Regions from separate parts of the Zea mays genome. Here regions 2 and 3 are each linked to region 1. Evidence: chromatin contacts called from public Hi-C data. All regions are on one chromosome and are shown on one strand. Each heading gives the region's core, a stretch centred on a gene start, on an enhancer-like site or on the middle of the called end of the contact. The rest is flanking DNA. Distances are from core to core; before and after follow the strand shown.

What was found. A called contact is a pair of places that touch in the nucleus more often than the background predicts.
Region 2: a Hi-C map of ear shows a contact between it and region 1, with 2.2 times the contacts expected there. The contact joins the promoter of LOC100304181 here to the promoter of LOC100273822 in region 1. A contact is called at or near these places in 2 of 25 Hi-C or Micro-C datasets (ear and tassel).
Region 3: a contact with region 1 is called in a Hi-C map of leaf, with 4 times the contacts expected there. The contact joins the promoter of LOC100274453 here to the promoter of LOC100273822 in region 1. A contact is called at or near these places in 6 of 25 Hi-C or Micro-C datasets (bundle sheath, leaf and tassel) and 1 of 3 datasets of contacts at active chromatin or transcription factors (leaf).

The regions. Positions count from the first base shown.
Region 1 is chr8:145,632,844-145,635,729 of Zm-B73-REFERENCE-NAM-5.0, reverse strand. LOC100273822 (putative C3HC zinc finger-like family protein) reads right to left here and starts at 1,435. Exons shown (of 7, transcript NM_001148221.1): 1 at 1,265-1,435; 2 at 970-1,165; 3 at 394-517; 4 at 1-180. The coding sequence starts at 1,413.
Region 2 is chr8:145,304,015-145,306,900 of Zm-B73-REFERENCE-NAM-5.0, reverse strand. It overlaps LOC100304181, which reads right to left and starts at 1,415. Exons shown (of 5, transcript NM_001165636.1): 1 at 681-1,415; 2 at 532-584. The coding sequence starts at 1,410.
Region 3 is chr8:145,360,527-145,363,412 of Zm-B73-REFERENCE-NAM-5.0, reverse strand. It overlaps LOC100274453 (light harvesting chlorophyll a/b binding protein1), which reads right to left and starts at 1,449. Exons shown (of 1, transcript NM_001148812.1): 1 at 412-1,449. The coding sequence starts at 1,389. The coding sequence ends at 595.

The DNA.
Region 1 (2,886 bases), core at 186-2,685:
TTGGGAGTGCTAAAAGTCGCAGCAGAGAGGACAAAAGCTCATAGTAGTTCCCAACTAAAACAGGAGGAGGTGTTGGTGGAAATAAAGCAAGTGATTCATCACATATGTTATCAATCCACGGGCAAAGTAGTTTATGTCCAGAGTCCAGCTTCAGGCTGAAAACAGCAGCAGCCTTTTCAACTGCACAAAACACATCATCATCAATAAATAAAAATAAAGAATGAACAGGAATATCACATCAAGCAGGTAATAGCCTATACGCTCTCTTTCAGATAAAACTGGGATGTTCTATAATCATTCGCAAATCATCACCATAACAAAAAATATTGTCTTCAATCATAGACTCATCATTTGAGATGAAATGCACAGGTTAACATAGTATAAAATGCAGACCTTGCTGTGTTGTCCATGAGGAAGGAGTGGAGAACAGGAGTCGTGCCCCACAAGCTTCACATGTTATAACATCCGGCTCAATGTTAGTCCATCCTCTTCTTGCACAGTTAACGGGACTAATAACCTGAAGAAAGCAAATAGTTATCAACCACCACTACAAACCGCAGATACTTCACCTGAACGCAACTAAACCATACGCATAATACATCATCACAAACTCGAGCATCCACAAAATTCCAGAACTACCAGACAGTGGCGGAACTATAGATAGCAGCGGGTGCGGGCACACCCACAGGACAAAAAAAAGTGATTATGCTAAAATTTTCACCATATACACAATACAACCATGGTAAAAATCTATGCACTCACAGGGCAAGCGCAGCCCCCTCAAATTCGCTCTAGCTCCACGCTGCTACCAGACTTTCAATTGCATTTTAACGTGCTTTAACCAAAAACTACATTCAGTCCCCCCAAACATTCTAACTCAAATCCAATGGCCAGTGCCCACCTGAATGCCACTGATCCATTATAAGGGTAAACATGTGCAAGCAAAAAGTAGGCATGCCTAAAATGTACCTTGGGCTTGGCGAACCAGGTCATGGCTTTGAATGACCCGAGACGACGCATGAGGTCGGCGCGGTCCCAGGGGCGGCACGGCGGTGGCGGCGAGATCGCTGCCATGGCCAACATCTGATGCGGGAGTCGCGACCCGCGCACCACCCCGAACCTCCTCGCTGCCTCCGCCGCTGCCTTCCCCACCGCTCTCCCGGAGCTGCCGCATCAGATCAGATCAAGAGTACGTCAAATCGCATAATAAATAAGGGAGAGAGAAGCACAGAAGAGGTGAGAGCAAAAACGATTAGGGCAAAACCTTGGAGCCGAGGTCGACGAAGAGGGCTTGGAGCCACCGGTGCTACTCGACTTGGGCTTGGGGAAGTGGTAGAGCTTATCCATAGCCTTTTGCAGGCGCCGCTCCGAGTCGGCGCCGATGTCCCCACCTCCGCCTTCGCCGGCGGCCATAGAGGTGCGCGGTGCGGGGGAGATGGGGGGCGGCGATGCGTGCTTACTGCTTCCAAGCTGTTGCAGTTGCAGCTCAATGCTGCCTGCCATTACACTCAGGAAAAGGGCCGCACCTGGGCCAGACAAACGGTTAACGTACCACCTGGTCTTGGACTCTTGGGCTCTGAAACTGATAGACCGTTCTCGCGTCGTAGTTAGTTGGCCTTTGTGTTCCCGCTAGTATTATAGGCCATGTGCCCATGTTTGAATACACTATGCATAATGCATCAGCTGCAGGCGAGCTGAAAAGCCCCAGCCACCGGTTTATATTACCAGCACCAACAACCGCAAAGAAGCACACCTTCAGTTCTTTTCCACAAAACAGATAAGCAGAGTTGGATTATCATAGGATTAGGTTACGGTTACCAGATTAGATCTGTCATGTAACTGTCAACCTCGTTGTCTATATAAATACATGCTACTATAACACCTCAAGTCATTAACCATAGACTTATCTCCTCTATAGCCTCGCAACAGCGCCGCCTCATAAGCCGCTATGACCATCTCATCGAAGTTTGAGTTCCTCCCCAACTCTAGCTACAACTCCGACAAGGAATTTCTCTCCATCTATTCATCTTCCGGGGCAACCCGGAACATCGCCGTGACCGGCTCCGCGAGAGCTTTGTCACCGCGCTTTTGGTTCGTCGATTGGATCTCTTATTCATTGTTAATATGCGAAACAAACAAGATGTCCAACAGCAACGTGAGATTGAAGGGCTTAGTTGGAAGGTAAGTTGGTGGTAGGTTATGGGTCTTTTCCACGTGATAGGCTTGCACTTCCCGCCTAATAGATAACCACCACCACATGCCCTTTTACATACAAGACTGTCATGCAACATAAATTTAATAGTAGGTACAATCCAGATAAGTTTGCAGCAATTGAGTCATGCCTTTATAAACAAACATTTTCCACATTTAACAAACTAATCTAAGCTATCATGTCACTTATTTCTGTGCAGCCCTCATAATTTATTAAAAATACGATATCTTATAGGTCAAATAAATTGTTAAAATTTGTTCAAAGATTGTTAGGTTTATATTAATTTTGCATACATAGTAATAACAATGTTTTAACCATGCCACATGTTTTAATTAAATAATTAATCAATTATTTGTTTGTTTAAATAAATGTTAATTAGCTAGGCAATCTAGTTAATCTAATTTATATTATAACCTACACTTTTTATAAATAATTATTAAACTGATTAATATTAACTCAAATATTTCAATTTAATACCTGCTTAGTTAAATGCAATATCTTTTATCCCATGTGTTAGATCATATGCGCCTCAAAATCTTAGAAAATCCATAACTAATTCATTTTAACTCCGATTTGGTAGTTCTCGAACCTACGACCTCGTAGTGATGCATAGAATATTATTGTGAGGTTTATTTTCATGCTTTTGCGTAATGTTATTGTATCCACTATTTTCT
Region 2 (2,886 bases), core at 166-2,665, 330 kb after region 1:
AAAAAGGCATAATCATGATCCGAAACAAAAGGGTATACTAGGACAAACCACAGTTCAGGCTTCAACCTGTTTGCATATCACAAAGATGAGACACAACTCCATCTTAAATCATGCTCCTTGCAGATGATGACAGCAAAATGCTATAGTAACACCAGCTTTGCGATACACAATAGTCATATACCGTTCTGTTCTCCTCTTTAGTTTCCACAAATTAGGAAAGATTCCTGATTCCAAGCACAGTTGAAGAACAAGGCAACAAGTTGCACATTTCTTATTTCACAAAGGTAAATAACTAGTTTACAGAACAGGTAATGAAAAAGCATGATCATGACTCATGTTTCTTAATTCATGAAATGAGTTTATAAGCTATTTGCCATGTTTGTTAATATTTTTATGGTCCATACAACTACCACATGCCTTGTGAATGCTTAATTAATACTCTTATAATTTTGTTAATAAGCAGTGAATCCATAATAATACTAGCTTGTTGTGTCATGCTCTCAAATTGCTCATTAGTCAGGAAACACATACCACTAGAGAGTAAACAGGCAGCGGAGAGTTCAAGAGCATGTTCAGCAGGACCCCTGTTATATCCATGGGCAAAAAGATGCCAACATAATCTCGAGTCACTACAAGTGATGCTAAAAGGAAGAATAAGAATTTGGCCATGATCCACTTACCGAAGAATTGGTGGCTCTGGAAGACCGGGATGGAGCTGACTGCCCAGATCTTGAGCTCCTTCTGCAGCTCAGAGCGAGGCACCCCTGTTGCATTCTGCACCTTGAGGCAGAGCCTGAGAAGGAACGCCTCAACCAGCACCACCCCAGCGAGGTAGTCAACGCTGCAGCCTTCCTTCATGAGCTCCCGCCTGGCCTCGTCACCAGCGAGCGGGAACAGCACCTGGAACGGGCACCTCTCCCTCGAGTGCCGCACGCTCCACACCTTGACAAGATCGCCGAAAGCCGGCAGCAGCCTCACAGCGTCGGCGGTGGTGCCTTCAGTCGAAGAGGGGGCGGGGCGACTGCTGCAGATGCTGATGTAGCTGAGGACAGCCTCGACGACGGCCTCGGTCTCCCTGCGCGGCTTATCTGAGTGGAAAAGCTCGGAGACGACGGGGGCGAGGAGGGCGAGCGGCTTGGCGGCCCCGGGCGAGGAAGCGGCGAAGGCGGAGAGGAGCTGGAGCAGTGAGCGGAGGTCGTCAGGGCGGTCGTGGAAGGAGAGCGCGGAGAAGAACCAGACGACCTCGAGCGGCGGGTCTGAGTAGGTGCTGAGGACGCGCGAGAAGACGCGGTGGAAGTTGGTGAGGTCGGCGGCGCCGGGGGCCGGGGCGGCGGAGACGGCGGAGAGGAAACCCGAGGCGGAGTCTCGGAGGAGTGATTCGAGGTTGGGGAAGCAGAGGGCGGCGCCCATGGAGGGGAAGTCCACCACAATGGAACCGGCGGCCATGGCGCGGCGGGGGCCTAGGCGGATTGGTTCGAATCGGGGCGGGAGTGACGAAACCCTAACCCTAGTCTCGATCCGAGAAGTGGGGTTTCGGGGAGGTCGAGGGGACGGGCCGTGGGTGGTTTTTGAAGATGGGAGAGGCGGGCGGGGAGACACTGACCAATGGAGCCGCATGGTCAGTTAGCGGGCGGGAGATTCTGGCTTGTTCGATTGGACTGGGCTTGAGCTGCTTCTGTGGTCCAGTTTAAAATGGGCTAATCTATCGACATTGAAATGGGTGATAGCTCAGGGTGAACCGGGCTTGGGTTGGGTTCTAAGAGCATCTCTAACAATGCTTTTAAACTAGTGTCTTAAATTGAAACTAGCCGGTTGTCTTTTCTTTGCTACGATTTTTATATATCATATAAATAGATATTGAGATATTTATTCAAATATAATTACTGTTTATTTATAAACACTAAGATATGTGTAATCTAGTGGTTAGCCCCAAATTTTTGGGGCAGAGGAGGTTCGAGTGCTCACTCTGCACTATTTTTTAATATAATTATTGTTTATTTATAAACATTAAGGTATGTGTGGTCTGGTGTTAGCTGCGCAGTCGTCACTCTGCACTATTTTTTGATATAATTATTGTTTATTTATAAACATTAAGGTATGTATGTGTATTCACACAATCAACAGCAAAACAATCTAATATACAAAAAGCATACTGAAGTCCGAAATATGCAATATTTATATATATTTGAAATATGCAATATGTTATATCTATAAAAAGTCACGTCTAACTAAATTATTAAATTCAATTAAATAGCATCATATATATAAGTCGTGGTCAAATACCACATTATAAGCATATATGTCGATCTGGGAAATGGCGCTACAATATATCTATCCAAGACAAATATTTCAGCCTTGAAAGTCGCCTAGAGGGGGGTGAGTAGGGCGAAACTGAAATTTACAAATATAAACACAACTACAAGCCGGGTTAGCGTTAGTAATAAAGAAATGAGTCCACGAGAGAGGGCGCAAAACAAATCCCAAGCGAATAAGCAAGTGAGACACGGAGATTTGTTTTACCGAGGTTCGGTTCTTGCAAACCTACTCCCCGTTGAGGAGGCCACAAAGGCCGGGTCTCTTTCAACCCTTCCCTCTCTCAAACGATCCACGGATCGAGTGAGCTTTCTCTTCTCAATCACTTGGAACACAAAGTTCCCACAAGGACCACCACAAGATTGGTGTCTCTTGCCTCAATTACAAGTGAGTTTGATTGCAAAGAATGGATCAAGAAAGAAGAAAGCAATCCAAGCGCAAGAGCTCGAAAGAACACAAGTAAATCACTCTCTCTAGTCACTATGGCGTTGTGTGGAGATTGGAGAGGATTTGATCTCTTTGGTGTGTCTAGAATTGAATACTAGAGCTCTTGTAGTAGTTGGGAAGTAGAAA
Region 3 (2,886 bases), core at 200-2,699, 270 kb after region 1:
CTGGTGCTTCTTTTCAATTATAAGTGGCTTTGAATTTTTGTAGATAAATAACTTATATATATATATATAAATACGTAGTAAAGCTATATTGGTATACATCATATCTACATATCTAATCATGTCTAGATACCTAGATATGCATTATAGTTATGTTTATATCAATTTTCTTATGACATAATATTTTTTTTATATATTTAGGTATATCAATTTTGATATAACATGTATATAATAAAATATATGTACCAGATATTCATTGCTAGAGAGACTGTCAGTGTGCCATGGTTATTGCTGTCCAGCTGCCTGGTGTTTGATGTAGGACGTGCTCACTGAACTCTGTTGCACTTCATCACAACACCGACTTAATTGCCAGAGCAAATCATGTACAGTATGCATTATTAAAGACGTATGTATAATTTACAGCATATTTCATTGATAATGTCCACAAGGACCAAAGCATGCATGCAAATACGTACACTACTGGTACAATCTCTGAGCCCATGCTCCCTTCTTCACAAATACTGGTACATCTCCTGCAGTACATATACGAATACGTATGTCTACGGTACACGCATACAAGTATGTATATGCCCTCGCTCACTTGCCGGGGACGAAGTTGGTAGCGTAGGCCCAGGCGTTGTTGTTGACAGGGTCAGCGAGGTGGTCGGCGAGGTTCTCAACGGGACCCTTGCCGGTGACGATGGCCTGCACGAAGAAGCCGAACATGGAGAACATGGCGAGGCGGCCGTTCTTGATCTCCTTGACCTTGAGCTCCGCGAACGCCTCCGGGTCGTCGGCGAGCCCGAGCGGGTCGAAGCTGCCGCCGGGGTACAGCGGGTCGACCACCTCCCCGAGCGGGCCACCGGCGATGCGGTACCCCTCGACGGCGCCCATGAGCACCACCTGGCACGCCCAGATGGCCAGGATGCTCTGCGCGTGGATCAGGCTCGGGTTGCCGAGGTAGTCAAGCCCGCCCTCGCTGAAGATCTGGGACCCGGCCTTGAACCACACGGCCTCGCCGAACTTGACGCCGTTGCGGGCGAGCAGCTCCGGGAACACGCACCCGAGCGCGCCCAGCATGGCCCAGCGGCAGTGGATCACCTCCAGCTCGCGGTTCTTGGCGAAAGTCTCCGGGTCGGCGGACAGCCCCGCGGTGTCCCAGCCGTAGTCGCCGGGGAACTCGCCGGTCAGGTAGCTTGGGGGCTGGCCGGACAGCGGGCCCAGGTACAGGACGCGGTCGGCCCCGTACCAGGGGCTGCCGGACGCCGCTGGCTTGGGCTTGCCAGCAGTCTTGCGCATGGTGATGCGCCCCTCGCCGAAGACGTCCCTGGTGCTGGTCGCCGGCTTGCCGACGAGCGCGCGGGAGGTGAGAGCCATGGTGGCGGCGGCCATGTCGATCAGATCACAGCTTTTTTCGGATGCTTACCTCACTCTGTGCTGTGTATGCGTGCGTGTGATGGCTGTGCCATTAACAGAACACAGCAGCTGCTTTTATACAGTTGGAACTGGATAGCAGACCATCTGTTGCTGGGCTGGGATTGGTTCTGCCGGGATGGCTTGGCGTCTGATGTGGCACCTGGTGGGTGGGACCCAGTGGCCTATCACACAAGAATCCTGGTGTGTGCCACGTAGGAATGGCCAGAGCGAATCAGGAGCTGCCACTTGCCATTGTGGGAAGGGAAAAAAAGAGTGGATGAGATAGGCTTGGTTTTGTTGTCACGCGCTTCTTGTTAAACAATGAAATCTTGGCGAACTCTCATGCAAGATGTACGGCCCAATCCAATCCGTCAATCACATATCTGGACTCCGACGAGACCATCGAGATAATGGGCCTAAAGTTGCCCATTTTTTGCTTCTGATTTCCTCTTCCTCCCTTCTTCACCTTTTTTTTACTATTTCCTCAGTTTTAAATTGCAGTTTATTTTGTCTCAATTTTGACTAATTTATAGAAAACATACATCCAAATCTACAGCTACCATCAGTTTGGCCACTTCAATGTAAGTAACCCCGTCAACTTGATTCTATGTTGTTTCCGTAGGGAAAAGGCATGTAAATTTGGGCAAGGGCGAATCGTAATGTTGTACTGTTTGCTCTCACGTCTAAACCTACTCAATGATTGTGGGCAACATTTTAGCGGTAAAGAGCCATTAGTATGGATGAAAACAGGAACGTTAATTTTCAGTTCTTAAAATATTTTTTTTCGAAACTTTACCAAAATTTAGGGTCATACGAAACCGGAAACCGTTACCGAAAATACGGAAATGAAATCGGTAAAAAAAAACAGAAATAGTTTGGATCTCTTTTGCCCGTTTCCGAAATCGGTATTTTTTCAGAAAAAATATTAAATCTAAACTAATCTTTGTAAATTCATCTTAACTTAGAAAATTATGAAACTGATTTCGTTATTTTTCTAAAATCAAGATCTATCTAATGATATATAGTTTAGAGTTGTTTGAACTATTGTGACTCTTATTTATAGTTTCTTATCAATCATTACTCTTCATACATATATTTATAATTCGCATGGAAACTTTAAAGATAAGGAGGACATCAATTATATTGACTATGTCGAGTAGTAGGAGATGATAAAATTGCAAGTGTCATGTCATCATACACATCTTGATTCTATAGTCATATGTTATTAGACTTGCTAGTGTTTTATTTAAATATATGATGATTTTATTATTGTATTATAAGAGTTATATGGCTAGTTATATGCTCCATAGTTTGATTTGTGATATTATTTTCTAGTGTTCAATTGTTATCAATGTATTTTCAATCGGATAGTTTCATTTTTTAAGGTCCTGAGTTGTGACTTTCTGACTATGTGTATGTTTGTATAATGTTTGCCACTTGTATTTTGTGAGATATTGTTTTATTGCTTTTATG